2 separate regions of the Mus musculus genome follow, and region 2 is linked to region 1. The links are chromatin contacts, called in public HiChIP or PLAC-seq maps. All regions are on one chromosome and are shown on one strand. Each heading gives the region's core, a stretch centred on a gene start, on an enhancer-like site or on the middle of the called end of the contact. The rest is flanking DNA. Distances are from core to core; before and after follow the strand shown.

Region 1 (4,201 bases), core at 660-3,159:
TCCAAGATGACAAATGGACCATGCCTTCCTCCTTAATAATAGTGATCTATCTCTGCTGATGGCAGAGGAACAGGCTGGGGCTGTGCATCTGTCTGCCCTGCTGAAGACAGCTCCATAATGGGAGCAAGGGGCTCAAAGTGGTTCCAGGGACCCCTGAAGTCAGCATGAGCAAACAGCAGATCCCAGTTGGGCTATTTCTCCATGGGTCCCCAACAACCCAGCATCACCCCCGCCCCAGCTCTTTTTGTTCCTGGTGGTATGATCAGCAACACCTTCTTGTGAAGCTTCCTAGACTACGGGCTGTTCTTTTATTTGGGGCCCCTATGCTGGTGAGATGGCTCAGCTGATAAAGGTGCTTGCTGCTAAACCTGACAACTGGAGTTTGATCACTGGGATCCACATGGTGGAAGGAGAGAACTGACTCATCCATGTTATCCTCTGACTTCCACATGTTTGTTGTGGTCATGCGTGTACCCCACACAGGTCTATACATGTAGATACATAAATATATAACATAATTTGAATATTGTCCTTTGACATAGTTCTAGCCATCAGTGGAGCTATGGTTGCCTATGTGGGACACTTGCAAGATCTGGCACACTAGTGGTCTCTGGTGGAAGGAGTCAGGAATGTCACCTGAGATTCCAGCTCATGCTTTTTCTGTCCCCAACCCTGCTTGCATTTATTTGTACCCAGGCTGTTAGTACCAGGACATTCCAAACCTAGGTGCTAACAATGTGACCCATGACCTGTGTTGCCAAGCCAATGACCCTCATATCCCAGAACCCACTTGGCTCACCTCCCACCCTTACTTGTGTTACGCCACTTTCCATATAAATTAGGAGATCACCCCTCCTCACTCTCTTCTCTCCCCTTCCACTCACCCTGCTGCTCCTTTTGTCTCTCCCTCACAATAAACCTCTCTCACGTGGAACCCTCCTTGGCCTGGCGTGCTGTTTAGGTCTATCTGTGGTTATTATTAATCCATCACAGGCTGCTCATGGTCTTACAGGGTGCTAGAGGATATAGAGAGTCGAAGGGTGTGTGAGGGAGGGTGCTCCATCTCTGCAGCTCTGGGGAGGTCGTCCATCCTCCAGGCTGGGGGGAGAGATTTTGGTGACACACGTGTTCACCCACACTCCTGTAAAGAAGCACAACAAACTCATCCATCCACCCGCCAAGCTGGGTTTGGGTGGAATGATTCCTTGCTTGTTATCAGGATATGGGGTGCCATGTCTCCCCAGGGAAAGACATGCAACACTAATCCTTATCATTGCAGTCTCTCATGAACATAAGCTTCAGTGGCACTAAGGACATCCACAGTGTCACCTACTATCCCTACTGTCTGGACCCGAGGACTCTCCACCATTTTTCAACTTTAACTCTACACTCATTCCACAGTAAACCCCTCTGCTGGGGTCATCCATCTTTCTTTCTACCTCTGTGGACTTTCCTGCTTTCATGACGGCATGTAGCATCTGCTGGTACTTGCTTCACAAGCAGTTAGAGTTCTAACGACCATCATATCGCAGCATATATTAAGATTGTATTCTTTTTCAGACTGTGTGATATTTCGTGGTCTGGACATTCCACCAAGCTAGGTTTAGGGACACCAAGCAGCCATTGTTGGCTGATACCCCAGAGCAGGTGGAAGCTGAGGTCTTTGCTACAGAAGTGTCTCAGTAGCAGGTTTCATTGCTCTCTGTCCACTTTGACCCCTTTGTTGCCAGCCCAGGGCATGCTAAAAGAATCACAGAGCAAGGCTCTGGGCAACACAGGAAAGCAAAAGCAAGCTGGCCCTGTGCTGGAGAAATGCCAGGCAAGCGCTTGACGAGATGAGGAGAAGGCTGCTGTTATATACAGAGAAGCACCTAAGTCTGTTGCCATGGGGACCACGGAGGGGACAGCTCAGCTAATCAAGATCTCCAGTAGCATACGGGGCTGAGAATCACCCTGAGTGCTTGCTTCCCTCTGTGCACTTGAGCTTGGGGCTGAGTGACAGGCCACTTGTCATGGCTCTTGCCATGCAACCAGGTCTATGAAATCACTCAACATTGATCCTCAGAGGAACCCAAGTCCCCTTGTCTCGACAAATGAGGAAACCGAGGCTCAGGAAGCAGTGGATGGCCGGTGTCTCTTGGTTGTTGATTGCTGATTCTAGTTTTCTTGGCTCCTAGCTTCTTCCACCCTCATAGAATGGCACGTTCTATGTCTGAATTGACAAGTAACTGGGAAGGCCACCCCAATGAGGGGACATAGAGAGATAGCAATGACTGGTGTGTATGTGTACATGCATGTGTGTGTGTGTGCATGTTTGTGTGTGCATGCATGCATACATTGCATGAGTGTGTGTGCACATGTGTGTATGTATGTGTATGCATGAGCATGTGTGCATGTGTGTATGTGCATGTGTGCATGAACATATGTGCATGCATGTGTGTGCTTGAGTGTGAGTGGGTGTTCATGAGAGTATGTACAGACATGATCTTTCACTGGCCTGGAACTCACACATTCAGGTAGGCTAGCTGGCCAGTGAATCCCAGGGACCCACTTATCTCTGTCTTCCCAATGTCACCATGCATGGCTTCTTTACATGTGTTCTGGGGTTGAACTCAGGTCTGTGCTTATGTGATGAACACTTTATCAGCTGAGCTGTCTCCCCAGCACAGCGGCTGTAGTTTTGTAGACACATCACTAATGTTACACCTTTTTAGAATCCTCTTCTGTCTGCTTGGGGCTAAATCCAGAGGAGATAATCCAGAAGCTCACAGAGATCATTTCTGCCTGTGTTTCAGGCAGGGCTTTGATGCCTTCATGATAACTTCATGATAGCTGTTCTTCTGTGGATGCTGAGGTGTACATTCTTGAGAGGAGGGAGCATGGGCTGAATCTGTGAGTAGGGAAGGGGGAGCCTAGGGGCAAAACAGAGGTGGATGCTCCTCCCACCAGAGTCCTGGTTGGGGAAGGGTTGGCCTTGTACCCACTAAGCCTCTTGTACCTTCACAGGTGGATCCATGGGTGGAGGATGCTGGAGGGAGGGGTCACCTATCATATCTTCAGCAAAGGACTCATAGATGGGTCTCAAGAGATGTGGACAGGGCACTCTGTGGCTGTGGGCTACAGATGTCAGAGGGATACCCAGAAGTCAAGCAGGACTCCCTGCTCCTGTGACATAGCCTCTGCTCTTGGATGCTGAACCAGAGAATGCCCTTGGATGCTGGGCAGCCAGAGATCGCCTTTGGATGCTGCCCTTGGACACTGCCTTGGGATGCTAAGCCAGTTTCCCTGGCCACCAACAGTCACTCACCCTTAGGGCCACTTGGGGTTTTATCTGCACTGACCTTCCCAGGGAATGGGGAAGAGCTGGCACTGCTCAGAGCCAGCAGAACAGCCACAAGCATGAGCCTGTACAGAGCCCAAGAAGCACAAGGGACCTGCCACATCCGTGCGTGGGTGACCAGAGCCTTTCCTGCTCTGTATCTCCTGTGTTCTTCCTGCTTGAGGGAAGTGAGGAGGTGGGTTGAACAGTGGAGTGGCACTTGGCACCATCAGTGCCATGAAACTAGACTCCACTGTCTCCTTCCTCTGTCAGACTCAGCCCTGAAACTGCCTACAGGATTTTGGTGCAATAGCAAAAAAGTTGTTTAGTTTTTATTTTTCTCTTTCTGGACACAAACATGACTGTTCCCTGATGGATATGTTTCTACTGAGCACTGGCTTGTTCAGACTCTGAGTCCTGTACTAGCAACTTGTCTCACTGCAGTGACCAAAGTACCTGAAAAAAAGCAAAATACAGGAGGAAGAGGAGCAGAAGGCAGCTGGTCACAGTGTACCCATAGTCAGGAGAGGGAGGGAAGGGGGAGAGAGGGAGAGAGAGACAGACAGACAGACAGACAGACAGACATAGCCAGAGGGAGGAGGGAGGAAGAGACACAGAGAGACAGAGGGTGGAGGGAGGGAGGAAGGGAAAGAGAGAGATGAGACAGAGAGACAGGGAGGGAGAGGAAGAGAGACACAGAGACAGACAGGGGATGGGAGGCAGGGAGGGAGGAAGGGAGGAAAGGCCGGAGAGGGAGAGGGAGGGGGAGGGGAGGGGAGAGGGGAAGGGGGAGAGGGAGGGAAGGGGGAGGGGAGAGGGGGAGGGGGAGGGAGAGAGAGAATGAACAGGCAGCGGCATTGGATGAAAAACTCCCAAATACCA
Region 2 (4,379 bases), core at 483-2,982, 220 kb after region 1:
TCCAGGAGAACACACCGCCCAACTATGTCTCTCTGCAGACCTCACACACCTCTGCTCTGACTCCACACATAGCTCTGTGATCACTGGCACCTTCCTGCAAAGGTGGAGCTAACCAAGGTTCCAGAGGGACTTCCTGTCCCAAAATAAGCAGTGTGCCTGCTGTGGACAGGAAAGCTTGCCAATGGCTTACAAGAGTCAGCCTTGTGGTTCTGGTGCTCCTTGGAGCCTCATTTGCCTGCCAGTCTCTCCAAAGGCACTCCTAGGGCTCCACCTTCCAACAGGGCACCACTTCTCCTGGAGCCCTTTGCCCAAGAGAGCTCTGGCCAGGGTCAGCGTTGTTTTGTCATTCAGTAAAAAGAAGCTATTATTGTTGTTAAAATTTTTATTAGCATTTAAAAAATTTAGACAGGATCTCATGTAGTCCAGGCTGGCCACAAACTGACTGTGTCGCCAAAGCTGGCCTTGAACCCCTAATTCTCTTGCTTCCTTTTCTTTAGCGCTGGCACTACAGGTGTGTTACTGTCTTAGTTGGGGTTACTGTAGCTGTGATGAAACACCATGACCAAAGCAACTTGGGGAGGAAAGGGTTTGGTTTATCCTTCCATGTTGATTATTCAAGAAAGTCAGGGCAGGAAGGCAAACAGGATGGGAACCCGGAGGCAGGAGCTGAAGTAGAGGCCACGGAGAGATGTGGCTTACTGACGCGCTGCTCAGGACTTACCCTCAACCTGCTTTCTTATAGAACCTAGGACCGCAAGTCCGGGGACCGCACCACTCACAATGGGCTGGGCCCTTTCAATCACTAATTGAGAAAATGTCCTACTGTTGGATCTTATAGAAGCTTTTTTTTTTGTTGTTTTTGAGGTTTCCTCTAGCTTGAGTCAAGTTGCCATAAAACTAGCCACCATAGTCACCATGCTGTGTTTCTGTGGTGCTAGGGATCCTAGCCAGGGCTTCACGCATGTTACTCAAGCACACCAACAGAAAGGCATCCCCTGCCATTATTTTTCTATTGTGTCTCACTCTGTTAGCCTTAAACACCTTTGTAAATATTGCAAAGCAATACATTTTAGCCCTCACCCCCAGAGCCAAGAACGATAAACCCCGCAGTTTATACTCTGAGGGTCTAGGGGCACATGAGTGAACAAGGCTTTGCAATCAATTTAACAAAATAAAGTTTGGAATGATACTATATACAGAATAAGTTTGGCAAATGGTTTTCACTGAATGCTGAGTCCGCGAACAAAAGAATAAATAAGGTCCCAAACACACTGAAGTCTTAGGACTATTCTCCCGACATAAAGGGACAGTTCAAGGAATGAGAGCTGGAAGGGGCCACGAGAGAGGCAAAGAGGAAAAAGAATGAAAGCCAGGAAGAAATGAGGACCCCTTAGTCCTGGGTTTTTTGTTTTGTTTCAGTTAACTCAGAAAAAAATTAGGGGAACAAGGGGTACCCCGCAGGAACAGGGCCGGAGGTCCCCTGACCCCGCCCCTTCATTCCCCGCCCATCCTCGCCCTGCCCCGCCCCGCTCCGCTACTCCGCTCGCCCCCACCCCCGAGGAAAAAAAAACAAACCGGTAACCTCTACCCGGCCGCTTTCAATTGGCCACGCACATGAGCGAAGTCCACAGAGACCAATGAAAGGCGGCCACGGCGTGGCGAGCCCTTCCGGCCCGCCTCCGCGCGCCGGCGCACCGCCCGCTAGAAGCCGAGGGCGGGACGTGGGCGCGGCAGAGCCGAGGCAGCGGCGGCACGGACAGAATGCGGGTGATCGGCATGGCTCGCCTGGTGCTCGGTAAGCGCGGGCCTGTGGTGGGAAGCCGGTCGGAGGCAGCCTGAAGGGCCGGGGCCGCGAAGCAGGGCCGAGTGGAGGGACGAGTTGCCGGGCCTGCCTGGGGACTTCGCGGCGAGCTGGGTGGGAGAGGCCAGGTCGGGCCCACTACGGGAGGCCCCGGGGAGTCGGAGACTTGCAGCCTCTGCTCCCCACGAGTGCGGTCCGCCTCCGGTCCAGCTCAGCCTTCACTTTTATAGGCAGATAGCAGAGGCCTGTCCCGAAGGTGTCTTAGAAGTGGGCAGTGCCCACTGACCAAGGCCTCACAACTCCTGAGCACTTAAAATGCCTTTGGTCGTCCACCCAGGTGTCCGGGAATGATGTTTAGCGACTCGTGGGCGAATCTGAGGGGCCCTCATCTCCCGGCTGTCCTTGTAAATGGGCCTATAGTTTTTGACATTAGTTAACTCAGCTGATCCTGGCTAGAAAGTAGGAGAGGGAGGTGGATCCCTACACCACTTCTCCCTCCATTTACTAGTTGAGACCCGGAGCATATTTTCTCACTGCTCTGCCAGCTTTTTTCAACCGTGTTCGCCCCATGAGCTATAGTACATATTTAAAGAGAGTAAGCAAGAAAAATACTACTTTCTGGGTTACTGTAGAGAGCAGATGAGAGGGAAAGATTTAATCTTTGGTTTTCCAGTGAGTGCCTGTGAAAAAGTGATTCTATCAATTAACTCATTATTTTAATAAGGTAGTCAGCCTTTTTTTTGGCTACCCTGCTGCCAGCGGCTGCCAGGCAGAAATGTTACTGGTGTGAATTTATAACACCCTTAACTGCTACAGAGATTGAATGGGAAGCCACAGATGGCAAAACCATCTGCACGCATAGATTGTGGACCCTGGGAGTTCTTTTTTTCCCGGTGGTGCTCATTATCACTGTGTAGAGTGGCCATGTGAATTTTAGAAGCAGGATTTGATGGGTCAGCATTGACCTATTCAGCCATAGTAAACCACCACCACCACCCCGGGTGGGGGTGGGGCTGTTGCTTGGAGAGCAAGTGCAAGGAACAGTGTATTTGATTCTTCCTAACCCTGTTAGATCATCTTAGAGCCATCAGTTGGTAGGCTGAGGCAGAACTGGGTGGTTCCACTTCTCTTGGCCATTAGGGCATCAGGGGAGCAACATGTTCTCTGCAGGCTCCCACAGGGATGGAGGCTCCATGCCTCAGGAAGGCATTCCTCTTCCATGGCTGATATAGTAAGACTTCTGTCTTTACACTTTGCCTAGTTCCTTGAGAGCTTCTCTTAACAGATGGCTACCCTATCAAAGGTCTAAGACCTAAGCACCTTAAAAGTTAGGGTGGCCATCAGTCAGAAGTCGATTATAACAAGGTTACATGGGAGATGATTGGTAGTCCGTAATGACTTTACCTTCCAAGTGTCTATAACTAGACTTTTTTTTCTACCTTTCAATTTTCACAAGACTCAGTGTATCAAACAAATATGAATTCATGACAATTTCTTTTTTTTTTCTTTTTTTTTCGAGACAGGGTTTCTCTGTGTAGCCCTGGCTGTCCTGGAACTCACTCTGTAGACCAGGCTGGCCTCGAACTCAGACATCCTCCTGCCTCTGCCTCCCAAGGGCTGGGATTAAAGGCGTGCGCCACCACTGCCCAACTTCATGACAGTTTCATAAACAAGATAAACTTACTAGGCATAGTAGCATGTGTCTTTAATCCCAACACTCTGGAGGCAAGCACTACTATTCCTTTCAGCGAGCATTACCATCCAATAGAAATACAATGCAAACTGTGTGTAATATCCTAAGTTTTCTAGGAGCCACAAATAAAAAGGCATAGCAGAACAGCTAACAGTGTTTTGAACTAAGTTTACATAACAACTGCATTTACGGTGGCAAGCCCACTGGATTATATCCCCCTAATGATGAGCTAGCTGTCCCTGTTTGTAGCTTTGACCTGGTGGTGAGATAGTCTCCGTGTGTGCTTCTTAGTGCACATCCTATCTTTAAGCCACACTCATGGGTTAACATCATGATTCCAGCATATAACCAGTGAGAGAATATTAATAGAAATTTGTTTCTGTTTTTCTTCAAGTCTTTGGAACCAATATGTTTCCTTACCATTGGAGAAGCTTTCAGTTTGCGGTAGCCACATGTGGCTGGTGGCTTTCAGAGGGGATAATAGTTTGAGGGAACAGCCCCACTGGCTGAGCCAGCATCGAAACATACTCATCCTGCCCCACTTAGTGAAAATAGTGGAAGCCTTGCAGAGCTCCTGATTCAGGGCATCTTGTTCAGACCCTCAGTGTCCTCGGCCTCTCCCACTATGCACACATATCCACGCAGACCACTTGCATCTCTAGGGAGATGCGTCCCTCCACCCCACATGGCTCTTGCTCTTCCCAGGTCTTCACAATGAAACTCATGTAAACAGTTGTCTGTGTTCTCTGGACTTCTTCCCTCCGCTTGTCCAGTCCTCTGTCCTCTGCTGCTGGTTCTTTTCACTATCACAGTAGCCCAGGTGCTCACAGACAACAGTGTCATTAAACATAGCAGCTTCAGCCCTCCCTGCTCTGCCTTCTGGTT

Evidence for each region. HiChIP or PLAC-seq counts read pairs in DNA pulled down with a chosen protein or histone mark.
Region 2: a contact with region 1 is called in an H3K4me3 HiChIP or PLAC-seq map of embryonic basal ganglia, with 3 times the contacts expected there. The contact joins the promoter of Pdia6 here to the enhancer-like site in region 1. A contact is called at or near these places in 10 of 39 promoter capture datasets (the C10 cell line, the HPC-7 cell line, cranial neural crest and 6 more), 2 of 15 datasets of contacts at CTCF or cohesin (the NIH/3T3 cell line and large pre-B cells), 10 of 484 Hi-C or Micro-C datasets (the AML12 cell line, the G1E-ER4 cell line, bone marrow-derived dendritic cells and 4 more), 19 of 115 datasets of contacts at active chromatin or transcription factors (the 3134 cell line, bone marrow-derived dendritic cells, bone marrow-derived macrophages and 13 more) and 3 of 9 other capture datasets (adipose tissue, liver and pancreatic islet).

Annotation. Positions count from the first base shown.
Region 1 is chr12:17,049,397-17,053,597 of GRCm38.p6, forward strand. No RefSeq gene overlaps it. Among named protein-coding and RNA genes, the nearest start is that of 2410004P03Rik, 40 kb to the left of the region's middle. Within about 2 kb of position 1,910, at least 23 of the 459 cell types and tissues checked have an H3K27ac peak or open chromatin away from gene starts, as enhancers often do. A contact at or near this core is called in embryonic basal ganglia and pancreatic islet, where this site is marked.
Region 2 is chr12:17,264,857-17,269,235 of GRCm38.p6, forward strand. Pdia6 (protein disulfide isomerase associated 6) reads left to right here and starts at 1,733. Exons shown (of 13, transcript NM_027959.4): 1 at 1,733-1,795. The coding sequence starts at 1,777.